Linked DNA regions of Mus musculus: region 2 is linked to region 1. Evidence: chromatin contacts called from public Hi-C data. All regions are on one chromosome and are shown on one strand. The core of a region is the stretch at or near the end of the contact, and the rest is flanking DNA. Distances in the headings are between cores, read along the strand shown. Region 1 overlaps Txnrd3 (thioredoxin reductase 3). Region 2 holds the start of Chst13 (carbohydrate sulfotransferase 13).

The links. Hi-C and Micro-C count contacts between places; a contact is called where the count stands out from the background.
Region 2: a contact with region 1 is called in a Hi-C map of muscle stem cells, with 5 times the contacts expected there. The contact joins the promoter of Chst13 here to the enhancer-like site in region 1. A contact is called at or near these places in 27 of 39 promoter capture datasets (the 3T3-L1 cell line, 3T3-L1-derived adipocytes, the C10 cell line and 16 more), 10 of 15 datasets of contacts at CTCF or cohesin (the NIH/3T3 cell line, embryonic stem cells, hippocampal excitatory neurons and 4 more), 190 of 484 Hi-C or Micro-C datasets (the 3T3-L1 cell line, 3T3-L1-derived adipocytes, the 63-12 cell line and 101 more), 16 of 115 datasets of contacts at active chromatin or transcription factors (acute myeloid leukemia, astrocytes, bone marrow-derived dendritic cells and 10 more) and 5 of 9 other capture datasets (adipose tissue, embryonic stem cells, liver and 2 more).

What each region holds. Positions count from the first base shown.
Region 1 is chr6:89,666,757-89,674,442 of GRCm38.p6, reverse strand. Txnrd3 (thioredoxin reductase 3) reads right to left here. Exons shown (of 16, transcript NM_001178058.1): 11 at 5,062-5,138; 12 at 4,469-4,625; 13 at 2,165-2,272; 14 at 1,380-1,475; 15 at 248-382. Among named protein-coding and RNA genes, the nearest start is that of Txnrd3, 27 kb to the right of the region's middle. Within about 2 kb of position 3,057, at least 4 of the 459 cell types and tissues checked have an H3K27ac peak or open chromatin away from gene starts, as enhancers often do. A contact at or near this core is called in cerebellum and muscle stem cells, where this site is marked.
Region 2 is chr6:90,322,089-90,329,774 of GRCm38.p6, reverse strand. Chst13 (carbohydrate sulfotransferase 13) reads left to right here and starts at 4,590. Exons shown (of 3, transcript NM_027928.1): 1 at 4,590-4,700. The coding sequence starts at 4,613.

The sequences.
Region 1 (7,686 bases), core at 1,808-4,307:
CTCCATGTCATGGAGACGGAGATAGGTACATCCTGGGACTTGCTGGCCAGCAAGCTTAGGCTATCGGCAAGCTTCAGGTCAGTGTGACACCCTGTCTCCAAAAGAGGTAGACAGTACCTAAGGAATGACACGCAAGGCTGTGCCCTCGGCCTGCACGTGCACGCGCACACATATACACACACACACACACACACACACAGAGAGAGAGACACATGGATACACACAGACATACCCTCCTGTTCCTTACCTCACCACAGGTGGGGTGGATTCCAATGGTATCATCCAGTAGCTGCTTCGTGAGCCCACATTTCATTGCAGCTGCAAATCCCTGCGTGATTTCACCAGCATTTGGCCCCAGAAGGTGAAATCCCACCACACGTTCCTTTAATAGAGACAGAACACAGAATTCCCATAAGCTAAAGATCAGAATGAAAGTCTACTCCCTGTCATTCACAGCTAAAATATATAAGATCACCCACAGGAAAGGAACTGAGCAGTGAACAGCCTCTCAAAGGATCTGTCAAAGGACTCGGTAAATGTGTGGTAAGAACTCACACTCAAATTTACTAGCACACTCAATTTGCCTACCTACCGGTGATGGAGCTCATGGGTGGGTGTGACTTCTGAATTCCACTGAGACAGGGCCACACAAACATGGCACATATGAAATAAGGCCCTACACTGGTGTGATCCCAGGGGCTGTGATCTTAGGAGGAGGATTTGTGGGCTCCGTGAGCAGGTGCCTGCTCCTGACACTCAGTAGAGCTCAGGAATGGCTGGTGGAGGCCGTCAGCAAGGCAACACGCAGTGGGTGTCAGGGTCATGGGGGCCACAGGCTGTGGCTGGATCCTGGCCTCCATTCTGATCCACCGTGAACACAGAGGCAGGGACAGAGGGGACAGAGCCAGGTGCATGAGACATCCCTGCCTAGTGCCCTGGAACTTCTCTCTGAGGGCCTCCCCTCAGCACTCCATATGCGCCATACCACTGAAGAAACACACACAGACGTGCACTGTACACAGAGCACTGCACACAGTGCTGGATGGTAGCCAAAGTGTCAGGAGCCACAGTTGTAGACCATCCGTGTGAAACCATGGGCTCTGGGCAGCAGCTCCTCCTGCGTCCTAACAGGTGCAGCTGAGCTGAGAACCTGCTCCTGTGCCAGCCTCTGCAAACAGCTGAGAGCTCGCTCCTGCCCTGACTGCCATCTTTTAAAATGCCATTAAACCCAACTGGCAAGAATCCAAGCTGTATTTTAAAATCTTAGGGGGTCAGGCTGGAGGCGCAACGCAGGGCAGAGGGTGGACTTTGCACAAATAGGCTCTGGGCCCAAGCCTCAGAGAAAATGGAGCAGACTGGAGAGCACAGCATCTACATACGTTGTCGAATTTGTTGCAGATTATCTTTGCATAACAGGTGTTGTTGTCTCTGCCAGCAACTGTCCACTCGAGAGGCCAAAACAAGGTGTGATACACCTAGACCAGAAGGGAAAAGCTTGAGATTAGCATCGTACAAAACCTACTCCTTGATACGCTCTTAGCCTCCTAAGATGACAGGCAGCAACAGCTTGTGTAGCATTGGAAGCCCAGGGTCCCAGCTGGAACACACTGATGGCTGCATTAGAGCCAGGCTCCCAAAATGCCAACTTGTCGCTTTTGCTTTGTGCAGCCATTAGTCAGAAATACAAACAGCCTCCTGTCGGCTAAACTCCATTTTCAAGCATTTAGAGTGTTGCTGGCGCCTGCGTGGGCTGAGAAGGTGACTACTGAGACCCCTGCCTAGTGTCACATTCACCCCAAACCTAGCAGATCAGCAGGCACAGAGCTGTCCCGCCTCCTGAGCACCACACCCGTGCTACTGACCCCAGCTTCCACCCTCCTTGGATAGCCATGTCTCTGGGGAGGCTCGTCTGAGTCATTATCCATGGGGCAGAGCCTTTCAGACCTGAATCCCCAAGGTCTTAACTCGCGTACCCGACCTCCCCTGCGCCATAGCTCTATTCTTCCTCTCACTTTGCCAGTGAGACAGAGTTTAGATTCACTTAGAACTCTCCCAAGTAGGCAGATGACTTCTCTAACATCAGCACAACACAGACTTGCAAAGTTACCACATAAAAAGTGGCTTCAAGGACAGACAGCTGATTATAAAGGACATATGGTCTTACTTCCAGATTCTCTTTTTTATACATTTCGATGGCTTTCTCTTCCGACAGTCCACAACAGCCATATTCCAGAGGTGTGAACACCGTTGTTGGGATGTTAATATAATCACACTAGAAGAGAAACACACCAGACTTCTGTGACCTGCTTCCCGGCAAGTTTCTACAATATGGATTCGTAAAAGGCAGCTGGGGCTATGTCAGATCAAAAGGGACTTGGCGGTTATAGAAGACTGGAGAAGCCTAAATTTGCTGGTGAGCATGTAAGAGAGCATGCCCGAAATGTATTTATTATTTCATTTCATGTGTGTGGTGTTTCCCTGAATGCATGTTTGTATTCCACCTGTGTGTCTAGTGCCTACAGAGGACTGAAAGGGGTATTGGATGCCCTGGAACTGGAGTTACAGACAGTTATGAGTCACTATGTAGGTGTTAGGACTTAAAAAAAACCTGGTTCTTCTCCAAGGGCTATAAGCATGTGAGCACACACACACACACACACACACACACACACACACGCACATGGGGATATGCATGCACGTGGAGGCCTGAGGTTCGCATCAGGAATCTTCCTCCATCACTCTTCCACCCTATCAACTGAGACAGACTCTCTTAGTCAATCCCAGATGTGCCTGATACAACTCGTCTTGTTGGCCAGCTTGCTCTGGGGATCCCATCTCTGCTCTCCAAGACTGGAATTACAGGTGGGCCACCACACATGTGTTTTAAGGGGTTCCAACTCTGGTCCTTACACGTGTTGGCAAGTGTTTAGCCCCTGTCCTATCCCCCCACTTAGCTGAACTTCTGCTGAGTTCTCGGGAAGGCCCTGCACTAATCAGAAGGGAAACATCTTTGTGTTTAAGCAGCACAAGCACCAGAAGCTAGAGCAAATTAGACTGACGTCTACCACTTCAAGAACTCAGAAAAGAGAAGTGTATTTACTAGAGTTATTTCGAGGAGAGGAGCAAGCTGAGCGGCACAACTCAGAGACCTGAGCGCCTCGGCAGAGGTTCCTGCAGGAGCCACCAGCTGTCTTCCTAAATGCAGCTGGGGAGCAGAGTCCCCCCACCCGCCATGGCACACAGGAGGATTTCTGGGCACCAGCCTCCTTCCACTTGTCCACCCATTACAACCACTGCCCTTACAGACACCCTAAGTGCCATGTACACTGTGGGGATGTGCATCACACAAGCAGAGGCACCACCTTGCATCTGCCAGCCCTGCCACAGGTCCCCAGGACTACTGACAGAGCAGTGTGTTCCTCACAGAGCAAGGTGAGACTCTTGAGGACACTATTATTCCCACAAACCTTGAGCTCTTATCTGATGATACAACTCCTAGAAAAGTCCATTGCTTCCTCAGTGGAATCACCCAGATCCCAAATGTCTCACTAAGGAATACCAAGACAGGAAACCACGCTGTTCATAGCTGTCATCTTGCAAAAGATGGAAGTGAAATTGCATGTGAATGGGGTTGACCAGGCAGGCAGTGCGAAATGCTCGCAGCCTGATCAGGACACACTCTCCACTGAGAGCTGCAGCAGACCACTTAGGAAGCTTGTTTCCAGCCCGTTGGATAATTCAGGCATCTTTTTCTGCCCTGGAGCATCTGGGTTGCAGCACTCTGGCATATAACTATACTTTTGGACTGTTATATGTGGACTGTCTGAGACCTGTGGGACTCAGCCCCCACCTGTCTGGTAAGTCCTAGGGCTAAATCCAAGGTGATTTCACTATCACAAGACAGCCCAAAGACGCAAAAAACACAAGTTTTATCAACTATTTAATCAGTAGTAAGTAACTCAACTGAAAATTATTTCTAAGAATATTTATTTAGAAAATGAGTCAATGAGTGCTATTTGTACTAATTTTGATATCCTAATTTCTGTCAAGATACTATGTCTCAGGGCTGGAGATGAAGCTCTGTGGTAAATAATTTACTTGATTTTCCATGAGACCCAGACTTCAGCTCCAAACACACACATGCACAAACACGCACACACCACAGACACACACACACAGAGAAAGAGAGAGAGAGAGAGAGAGAGAGAGAGAGAGAAACAATGTATGCACATATTCACACAGAAAGGCATACACACACATACACACACACACACAGAAACACATATATATGTTTATGCATACAAACACACACACACAAAGACAGAGAGACACATACATATGCTCACACATACACACATATGCAAAGAATAAACACACAGATACATAGCTAAGCACAGACATACACACAGACACATAGAGAAACAAACACACATACATACAAACAGGTCAACAATAGGAATAAACTTACCTTTTCTAAAGAGACCCCAAAGAGTCTTCGAGCTAGCAGCTTGCCTGCCTGTATGGCAACGGGGGTGAGCTCTGGTTTGCCGTCCAGTATGTCCCCAATAGCATAAACATGAGGCACGTTGGTCTGCTCCACATCGTTTACTGGTATTTTGCCATTCCTGGTGGAGTGAGGAGGACAGCACACACACTAAAGAGCTGTACTGCTAAGTGGCACCACAGCTGGGGACTGCGGTGTTCAGTGACCTAGAAGACAGCTTAGACTATGCTTCCTGCCAATCTGAAGCTTCCACATTCCCCATGATCACCCAGGGCTTTGGAATTTTTCTCTTTTACTGATCAAAGATACTAAAATTCACTCTAAATCATAGACAGTGGGAGAACATATTTTTATGAATATGTTTTTAGATTGCTATTGAATTCATGAGCTCCTTAAGGCCTGTGCTAAGAGTCCCTAATTGGCTGATTAAGATAATAACACTAGGTTAGCATCATATTTATGGTGAGAAATCTGAAGCATTTGAATGTTGTATCTTAGCAATTAGCAGAGTTTTTATGGGGTTATGTGCAGTAACAGTACCACGACCCTAAACTTACTTCTCATTGATTTTGACCCCGATCTTCTCCAGCCCTATTTTCCTTGTACAGGAGTCACGACCAATTGCTAACAAAACCTGCATTTAGAGAGGAGACCAGAAGCATAAATTATCCCCATGAGAAGGACAAGGGAGATACCACTACAGACGCTTGGGCATTAAAAGAATAACAGTGAAGTACTGTAAGTGGCCCAGACCAGTAAATTAGATGGACTCCTTCAGAGACATTGCCTAATAACCATCTGAGTTTTTCTGTGGCTGTGATAAAAAAAAAAAAAACAGTCCAAACAAAAGCAACTTAGGGGAGAAAGGGTTCTGACCACAGTTCATGATGGGGAAAGTCAAGGCTTCAAGCTTGCAGCAACTTCCACAATCAGGAAGCAGACCTGATGGACTCGTAGGCTGCTCGGCTCTCTTTATTCATTCACACAGCCACAGCCAGGGAATGGCACAGCTCACAGTGGGCAGATCTTTCCATCTCAGTTAACACAAGATAATCCCCCAAGTATGGAAAGGGGTCCTCTTCCAGGAGACTCTGGGTTCTGTCCAGCACTAACCATCACATTAATTTCACCCATGAAACCTGCAGAAGCCTATGAGTTGTTACCTCCAAACCTACATGTTTCTGTACTGGCCCAGAGTATCTCAGCCTGTGACAGGATCTGGAGAGAGGGAGGGATCTGGTGATAATTAAAGTGAGGTCACATGGGTATGCCCTTCCTCTGGTTTGGGTGTCTTCCATGGGCTCGTGTGTTCAAGAGTTGGTCCCAGCCTGTAGTGTCCTTGGGAGCTGAGGAGCCTTTGAGTGGTGAGGTCTATGGAGAGGAGGTGAGGTCACTAGGAGCAGGCCCTCAAAGGGGACTGTGGGACTTCAGTCCTTTCTCATGCTCCTTTTACCCACTGCTCCTACTGTGCACCCCAGCCATGCTGTTCTGCCTTGCCATAAGCCCACACCACACACACACACAGGGAAAAGTACCAACAGTCATGCAGTGTCTACCCCATTCTCCTGCCCCCAGGTACAGATAGACACAACACCAGTGGCCCTGGGAAGGCCACCTGCATACACCATGGCAGGCACTGAAGAGCAAATAGCACACTACAATAGTACACATTAAGTCTGTGGTGACAGAACCAAGCAGGGGTGGCTGGGCACTGGCAAGGGTCCGGAGCTTTCTGGACTCACAGACATGTTCTACTGCTTTAAAGGAGTGTGCCCTATACCAGCATGTGCATTTACCAAAAATGACCAACTGTACAATAGGCCTGATCATCCAATTATAAGTTACATATGAGCAACTGTATACCAATGTGTTGGAAATCTTAGCAGAAATGGACTAACTCCTAAAAGAAGACATAATAAATCAAAAGTCACTATTTTTTTAAAACCTGCAGAACATTCACACATTCCCCTGTAGAATTTAAGCCTAGAAGGTTCCATCAGTAAATCTCACCATACATAAACTCCAATCTTAATATTCCGTAAATGTGACCAGAAGATAAAGAAGGAAATAAACACACTATCAGTGTCTTCCAAGAACCAGGACGACCTCAACAGTCAGGTAAGCCTAAAATGTTTAAGATGTAATGTTGCAGTAATGTGAAAGGCAATTATAAACCAAAACCAGGCATGGCAACACGCATAGCTATTCTGGCACTTAGGGGACCGAGGCAGGAAGATCACTATGAGTTTGAGACCAGCCTGAACTACATAGTGAGTTTAAAGCCAGCCATGTCTATTTAGTGAGAGACTGACTCAAAAAAAAGCTGACAAATGCTTACAAACACATACACACATACAAATCATACAAGTGTGCACATACACCACACATGAGCTCTTACACATACATACACCCAACATGACTCATAACTATAGATATTCTAAATTCTAAACAAATTGAAATCAATGAACTGGGTTGATACCAAGAATTCAAAGCTGATTTTAAAAAATCACTTAATACTTTGACAGGTTTGAAGGAAACCAACCCAATGTTTCCCAAACCCTGGAGAAAAAGTTACAAGTGAATCTCTGTGCTTAATTTTTAAATAAAGAAATAAAGTAAGAAAAAAACAACCCACTTGGCAAACAAAGCCTAGAATGTCCTCAATTGCCACCAGCACACTGAGGGGAGCATCACTCGTTCATAAGAAGCCACCGAAACTTGCCTCTTGTTATAGAAAACAAGAGAGTCACCTGCTGTCTGTCGCCTCTATTTATAAACCTTGCACTGGAGCCCTGGCTAGTGAGCTGTCCTGGGTGGCTTTCTGTGGCTGTGATAAAACACTGACCAACCTCCTAGGCAAGGGTTAATTTCAATTTACACTTCTGAGTATCACTCAGAAAGTCAGGGTAGGAACTCAAACAGGAGCAGAAGCAGGAGCCATGCAGGGAGCTGCTCCCTGGCTCATGTCCAGTCTGCTTTCTTACACAACCCAGGACCACCTGCCTGGGGTGGCACTGCCCACAGTGGGCTGGGCCCTCACACATCAATCAGGAAAACACCCCATGACGTGCCCACACACCAGCCTGGTAAGAGGGGATTCCTGGGTTGAGATTCCTTCTTCCTCGGTGTCTCTAGTCTGAGTCAAGTTAACAAAAAAACCCTAACCAGCATTACAGCAGAGA
Region 2 (7,686 bases), core at 3,341-5,840, 650 kb before region 1:
CTGAAGCTGATTTTATATTGCAGTGGACATCCTCAAGTTCAGCACCCTGACTGGAATGTTCAAGATGTCACCACTAGGGAGACATATGGGCACATGGAGTACCTATGCCACCTCACAATTGCATGTGAATCTCACCCTAGAATAAGTTATTTAGTCAGAAAACAAACTGTAAACATTTTAATGGAGTAAGAGATTCACATAAGCTGAACACAGAAGTGTGTTTGGCTTGGACCACAACTACCCTGCTCACTAGCTGTGTGTCCCTGGGTATGTTTCCTGGCCTCTCTGTAAGGAAAGGATGGATGGCCCTCAGGATCCCCATTTGAGGATGATTCTTACAAACTGTACAAAGCCTTACCTATGCCTATCCTGACTGTGGGCTCGCCAGAGATGCAGTGTGAAGTCTATTGCCACAACAATGGCATTGTGTTAGGTTTCACATGGCACCCAAGGATGACAGAAAGTAAGGGGAGGATTTTATAGGTTACACACCACTTTATAACATGTAAGGGAGATGACCCTGGGGATTGGTATCTGCAGTTCCAGTGGCATGAACACCAAGGGATAGATGGCCCTAACAACACTAATACCTCACAGGTGTAGCTGGGGATGGAATGAGGTCCATACCTGAAGGGCCCTGAACGATGCCCCTCATGCAATCAGCACCACATGAGATGTTGGCATTTTTCTCATTGATACCTGCACTAAAGACTCCATCTCCAGAGACAGTTTTGGCCTCTTGCTAGCCCTTCCCCTTCCAACCGACACAGAAGAGAAGAGGCACAGCCAGCATCCAGATATCTCAGCCGTCAGATTTTTGGTGTGTTTAGAAATAAATGCTCACTGTAGGCTCCGGGAGATGCACCATCTCTCACTTTGTCCATCCACTGGCACTCGCCACAGAGCCTCCTTTGTAAGTGCCTGCACATACTTACCAGGCCAACGTCATCTGATACGCCATGAGGAATTAAATCAGGCTGCTGGGGGGAAGGTGTTCACAGCAAAACTGTGGCAATTTTATTGGGAGCAATCAGACTTTTTAAACCTTTATCAGAAACAGAACATAATGACAATTGCCAGGATCAGTACAGTTGAAGTTGCTAGGATTCAATGACATTTACAAGCTATACAGGGTACACAATATTACTACCTAAGACTAACTGTCCTGTCAAGCGTCCATGCTTCCTTGACTTCTGAGGGAACATACATTGAAGCAGAGAGGCCTGAATACTGCACTTCCTGAGGCAGTGTGTCAGTCTCTCAGAAACTGGAAGGCACATTGTGCCCTAGGAGTCATGGACTCTAACCTGAAAATCCGAAGACACATGCCTCTCAAGGCAGCTAGGCCAGGCCAACTTCATGGTTCCTTACTGCTTCTTTAACATGCAGAGACAGAATTAAATCAGATCTACAAATTTTCAGGCATGTCTTTGTGTGAGGCTGGGATTCACCTGTCACTGGAACCTGGACAGCCTCAGTGGCTCCAGGGAACTAAGGGAAATGTGATCAGGTCAGAGACAGGCCACACAGCCACGTTCTCTGGGAATGGCCCCAAGATTCCAGGCTCCTGAGAAAGATAGTTACGTATGTCACATACCATCATGGCAGGCCTCCTGATAAGATGATGGCCATCTTGTTACCATCTGCCTGCAGCAGCATGGGATCTCTGGGGGAAGCATACCACCAGGAGCCTTCCTAGGATCCTGATCCACAGCATTGAAGTGGTTTTTGGATGTTTCCAAAGTTCAAGGCAATTTGCTACTTAGTTATAATTGACACACATCTGAGGGCCTTTGCAGCAGGCAAAAGGAAGCTTTTCCACGGAGCTACCTGTTCTTGGAGGCAGGCTTCTGCACATGGATTCCAATCTTTCTGGTAGTCTCCACCGATGCTCATCTCTAAGGACAATAGTGGGCTGAGCTATTCTCAATTTTGGTCACCAGGTGGCAGCGTAGAAGGCCAAAAACACACCGAAGATTGGAAGACTAGGTTCTGGTCTGAGAGTTTGGGTGAGATTGGGGGGGGGGGGGGCAGATAGGTATTGTGTGTTATCCAGCATCCTCGGGTTCTGGGCTGGGCTGAAAGGAAGCAGACATTCCTCGAGGGATTTATGTGGTTTTAGTGTGAGCTGGGTTCCCACCCAGAAAGGAGGTAGAACCATTGTTGCTATTTGAAGCTAAACGTATAAATGTTATTTGTTTCATAGTCTTCATTAATTGATAATAGATCATTGCTATAAGAGGAACCAATTAGGATTATTGAATTCTAATATCAAGTCCTTACACGGCACTTGCCACACCTGAGGCTGTTCAAGTATCTCTGCTCCTCATATAGCCTCCACAACAAAGTGAGGTTTAATATTACCGCCATTGTACAGGGAAATTGAGTACAGATGGCAGGTAAGACGCTAGTGTTGGGTGCAGCACCTCATCCCATACACGCAAGGCTAAATGTTGGGTCAGCCATGCCCTTCCTGTGCACACAGGGCCAGCTGCTTGTTTGGGTTCTCTACGAGGCTGGCATCAGGGCAGCAAGACCCCGAGATCAGGAGCAGTCTGCAGCCCACAGTGCTCACTGGATGTCTTTCTCTTCTATTTATTTGTATTTTGTGGCACCAGGATGTAAGCAAGGGCTTCACTGCTCAGGAAAGCCCTCTAACACTAAGCCACACTCCCAGCCCTTTCTTTATCTGTCAAAGGGTGGACTTCACTCTGGTGTCTCTCTACAATGCAACCCCCTGTCTGAAATAAGCTCCGAGTGCCTGTGCCTGCAGCAGCTGTGGGTGACATGACCAAGTACAACAGATCTAGTGCCCAGGAAAGACATGCCTGAGATCTCTCACTTCTCCTTCAGGCTGGACAATGCCTGCATGAACTGGGATTCAAATGGGACTCGACACATAAGAAAGCATGCTACAGTGTGAGCTTGGGGGAAGGAAGAAACATTTATAACTGATCCTGGGATGGGGGAAGGACTGACATCCACAGGTCCCTTGGGCTTGTGTTCAGCCTAGCTGTTTGGCCCTGCCATTAAGAAATGCTGTAGAAGGCCTGCTCTTTCCATTTCTCTACTTGACTGGGTCTTGAGTGGGTGATGGCACCCAGAGCAAACTGTAGCAGGTAGAACCAGGCCAGAGATGGGTTCCCTCACGTATTCTCTGCCCCACACACCTCTGGCTGCTGTCCTGCACTGTGGTGCAGACCACCTCCCTTCCTACCTGAAAAGTCACTGTGGGCTCCTAGGACACTGGGCACTGTGAAGACAGCTATAAAAAGGCCTCTATTACAAAGTACCCCTTCAATATTATCTTTTACTTTTTATTGGGTGGTTGATTGATTGATTTTTTTTTGAGACAGGGTTTTTCTGTTTAATAGTCCTGGATTTGTAGATTAGGCTGTCCTCGAACTCACAGAGATTGGCCTGCCTCTGCCTCCCAAGAGCTGGGTTTAAACCACATGCTATTTTTTTTTCCTTTACATAAGCTAAGTTGCTGGGTCCTGGAAGATTTGTGATCCTGACACTTAGAGCCTTCCTCGGCAGTGAGGCTTTCAGCTTTATCTAACCTTACTACTGTCCTCATGGTTTCTGGCTGCTTTGAACTCTCCTTGAGCACCTTGGGAAGCTGAGTTTCTGATTTCAGCTGCTGGATCTCGAAGCTCCGGACTCCTGGTCTCAGTCACTGCTGTTTCAAACAGTTTGTGCAGGATGCAGGACTTTCTGCCCATCATCAGCCTTGGGGGAATTAACATGACTCTGGGGCATTTTTACTCACGATGAGGGGGAGTCTTTTTCCTGGCTCCCTGCGCTATGACTGATGCAAATCCAGTCCTTAGTTTTCAGGAAGGGCCGTGTCCTGACTGGTGCACACACTTCCATTCAGAATCAGCTTGTGATCACTTGTGTGGTCCACGTGGAGAGTTTCTTCAAAGTGGTCTTCCCCAGAGAGGGAACTGAGGGGCTGCTGTGAGAGCAGAAGTTCCATAGGCAAGGCCAGGGGAAGTAAAGAAGAGACAAGAAATTGCCAAGGGTTAAGACTGGAGAAGGCAGGCTGGGAGGAGAAGCTACTGAGCCTTAATGGCAGGGGGTCCCAGGACCCTTGGACTTACAAGCTGTGACATTTGCCAGTACTGAGGGTCAAGAGTCCGAAAGCTTGGGGACCAGAGCTGTCATTCCTAGGCTTCCAGTAGCTGCCCTGTACTAGGGGTTAAAGCCTAGGGCAATGAGTGTCCAACCTGAGCTTCTGGAGTCCGTTTCTGACCAAAGCTTTGGCTCCCAGGACCTCAGCTGCAGCTTCTAGCTCCGCCAGTAGAGCACTTGGGCCCGGGACACCCATATCTGAGAGTTTCTCCACTACCAATTCCCATCAGTGTAAAGTAGGGAATCCTGGTTTAATGACTAGTATCAGGGATAGATACTGCTTTCATTGGCCTAGGGTTACAGCTTTACCCATTAAGTCAGTCAGGCGCGTCTATCTCTAGCCTGGAGCACTGGACGCTGCTTCTGGGCGGGCCCTAAACTAAGGGCAGAACTGGGCGTGTCCTGGACCTCCGCCGCACAGTAGGAAGGAGAACGCACCGGATGACTGTCGCCTGCCACGCGTGCCAGGCACAGCATGGGAAGACGCTCCTGTTGCAGGCGGCCCTTGCCGGTGGTGGCAAGTCTGGGTGCTGCACTCCTGCTCCTGTGCGCCCTGCGTCCCGGTGAGTGCGCGGGCCCGGGGCTCTGCGTTGTTTCCTCAGCTAGAGAGCCACCTGGCACCTGCCTGTTGTTTGGGGCTGGGGCATCGCCAGTGGAAGACAGGTTCCTTCCATTCCCGCATGGAACTTCTTTTCTTGTCGCTGGCGAGATGACCACTGTCTGACTCCCTGTAGAGCTGCTGGTGGGAACTTTTGGTCAATCTAGAGATGCGTTTGTTACATTTGCCCTACTCTCTGAGCCTTGAGAAGTCAGTTTGCTCTCTGGCCTGGATGCCTGTCTTAATCTGAGATCCTGCTGAGTCTATACATCCACAGAAGAACTGCACAGGTCTATGCTGGCCTGGCGTTTCAGGGATCACGACCTGCTAGTACCAGTTTCCACCAGGCATGTGGTCAGTTTCACTCTGAATGAACCTAGGTCTCCTCTGATCCTCTGGCAGATAACTCACTTTACAGACCAAGCTGAGGGCAGAGGTCAGGTGTGGAGTGGCTTAGAGGTACCTGGGCAGTGGGCTACTTTTCTGACGGTTTGTCCATCCTTAGTCTGTGTGTATGGGGTCTGCTCACTTCCAGACAGGTTTTTACTCAAGGGTGGACAGGGTCATTAGCTGAGAGTGACTCAGGACAAGGGAAAACTGTTTTCAGAATGGTACTGATCCATGGAGGACCTCAATGACCAGCAGGCTTGTAGATCAGAGGTCACTCAGCAAGCTTAACCTATTATCTGTCCCCTCCCAGGGCCTTAACAGTCTCATCTATGGAATAGGTTCTGACTCCATGCTTACAGGGATTTTAGGAGGGTGAGTTTGAATGTTACAGTAGACAGTGCTTGGCCCCCAGCCCGTGCATCACACTGGCTTCGTCCTTAGGGACCCCTGGGAAGGATGCCAGGTGAACAGAACTGGGAAGGCCTCAGGAGTAGTCACCATGCCTGTGTCTACTCACTCTGCCAATTAACAAGCTCTGCATGACCAGATGTAAGTGGCTGTGCCAGGGCACCCCTGCAAGCCCCCCCCCCCGGAAGGGAGCCTTCTCCTTACTGAAGACCTGTAGGTGAATGGCTACTTCTGTATAGGTGCTTTCTCATGTCTAACATGTCCCTTGGCACGGTCTGGGTGTGGTCGCAGTGTCTGCTGATGCCACAGTCTCTGTCCACCCTGTCATTCATTGTAGACAAATGTTTACCCATTCCTGGGCCACAATGGCTCAGGTCCCTCAGGGCCCAAACACTGTTTTGGGGTATGAGTGGATAGTCTGGCCCTGGGGTGTGTCTGCAGAGAGGCATGTGCCTGGGTGGCCATGAGGATGTCTTCATGCCTTTTGGGACACATCTCTCCTGCCACCTCCTCCAGCCAGGTTTGGGAAGAAAAGCAATCGTAGCCCTGGGACCCCTCCTCTCCTAGGGAAGCTAGGGGTAAGGGGTGTGAACGGGAGCAGGGGAGGGAAAGTGCAAGCACGGTTAGAGAAAGGGCTGCGTGCTCTCCCCTTACCAGCTTCGCTCGGGTAGGGCTGATATTTACACCTGCCATCCCCAGGCTGGTCTCATGCTGTCTTCCCTGGGAAGTCCTCACTGACCCTAGCTTTATTCCCCCTGGTCTGAGATGGGTCTCTTGAGCTTCCTCAGTTTCTACGCCTCACCTCCCAGTCTCTAGATCTGAAGTTCTCAATTTGTGGGTGGTGACCCATTTGGGAGTTGAACCACCCCTTTCATAGGAGTATCCTAAGATCGCTGGAAAACACAGATATTTACATTACAATTTACAACAGCAGCAAGATTACAGTTATAAAGTAGCAATGAAAATAATTTTATGGTTAGATCACCACAACGTGAGGAACTGTATTAAAGGGTCTCAGCATTAGGAAGGTTGAGAGCTGCTCCTCTAGATGCTCGCACTCTTCCGTAGTAGGTTTCCAGCCACCAACTTTTCAGTCTTGGGCCAGTGTCTTAGTTAGGGTTTTACTGCTGTGAACAGACACCATGACCAAGGCAAGTCTTATAAAAAACAACATTTAATTGGGGCTGGCTTACAGGTTCAGAGGTTCAGTCCATTATCATCAAGGTGGGAGCATGGCAGTATCCAGGCAGGCATGGCACAGGAGCAGCTGAGAGTTCTATGTCTTCATCCAAAGGCTGCTAGTGGAAGACTGACTTCCAGGCAACTAGGGTGAGGATCTTATACACACACCCACAGTGACACACCCATTCCAACCAGGTCACACCTATTCCAACAAGGCCACACCTTCAGATGGTGCCACTCCCCGGTCCAAGGATATACAAACCATCACAGCCAGCAAGAGCCCAAGTTCATCTAAAGCTAGCTCTCCACCCACCTTGCAGGGAGAAATGTGTGCTTATGGTAGGCGCTGGCTGGGAGACAGGGGGAAGGTCTGGTCTTGATGCAGGGGTAGGATCTCACTGTGCCAGGTCTCAAGGGGACATGCCTCTGTTTTTGCAGTCAAGTCTCAGCCAGAAGGGGATTATGGGAAAGATTTGTGGGTCAAGGAGAGCTCAGGGCCCAGGAGAATCCCAATGTCATACATACCTCAGCTGAAAGTCTAAGACAGGCCTTGTCCCTTCCTGCTCCTGGGAATGAGGTGTCACTGCCACCATCTGCTGGGCAAATGGAACACTGAGGGGTTACAGGTTATGTCTGGGTTCCAGCTGCTCCAGGGATCTCATTGGTCTCTTTCTAGTGGGGAGCCCATTCTAGTCTCGCTGCCCAGGATCTGCTAACAGCACTGACTCAGCCTAGGGTCAGCATGGTAGAGTGAGACAGCTGCCTTAGACACCTCTGTCACTAGTATGGGCCCCCTTGCTCCTTTGGTCTGTCTGGGCTTCCCTGCTGCACAGCTCTATGTTTGCTGAGCCTGGTGGCCACATAGTCTCTGTATGGGAGCTGGAGAACTTACATATGTCTCACCTCGAAGAGTTGCATTTTGACACTAAAACCACAGGTCTCATGCCATCTGCTCTTAGACACGCCCTGAG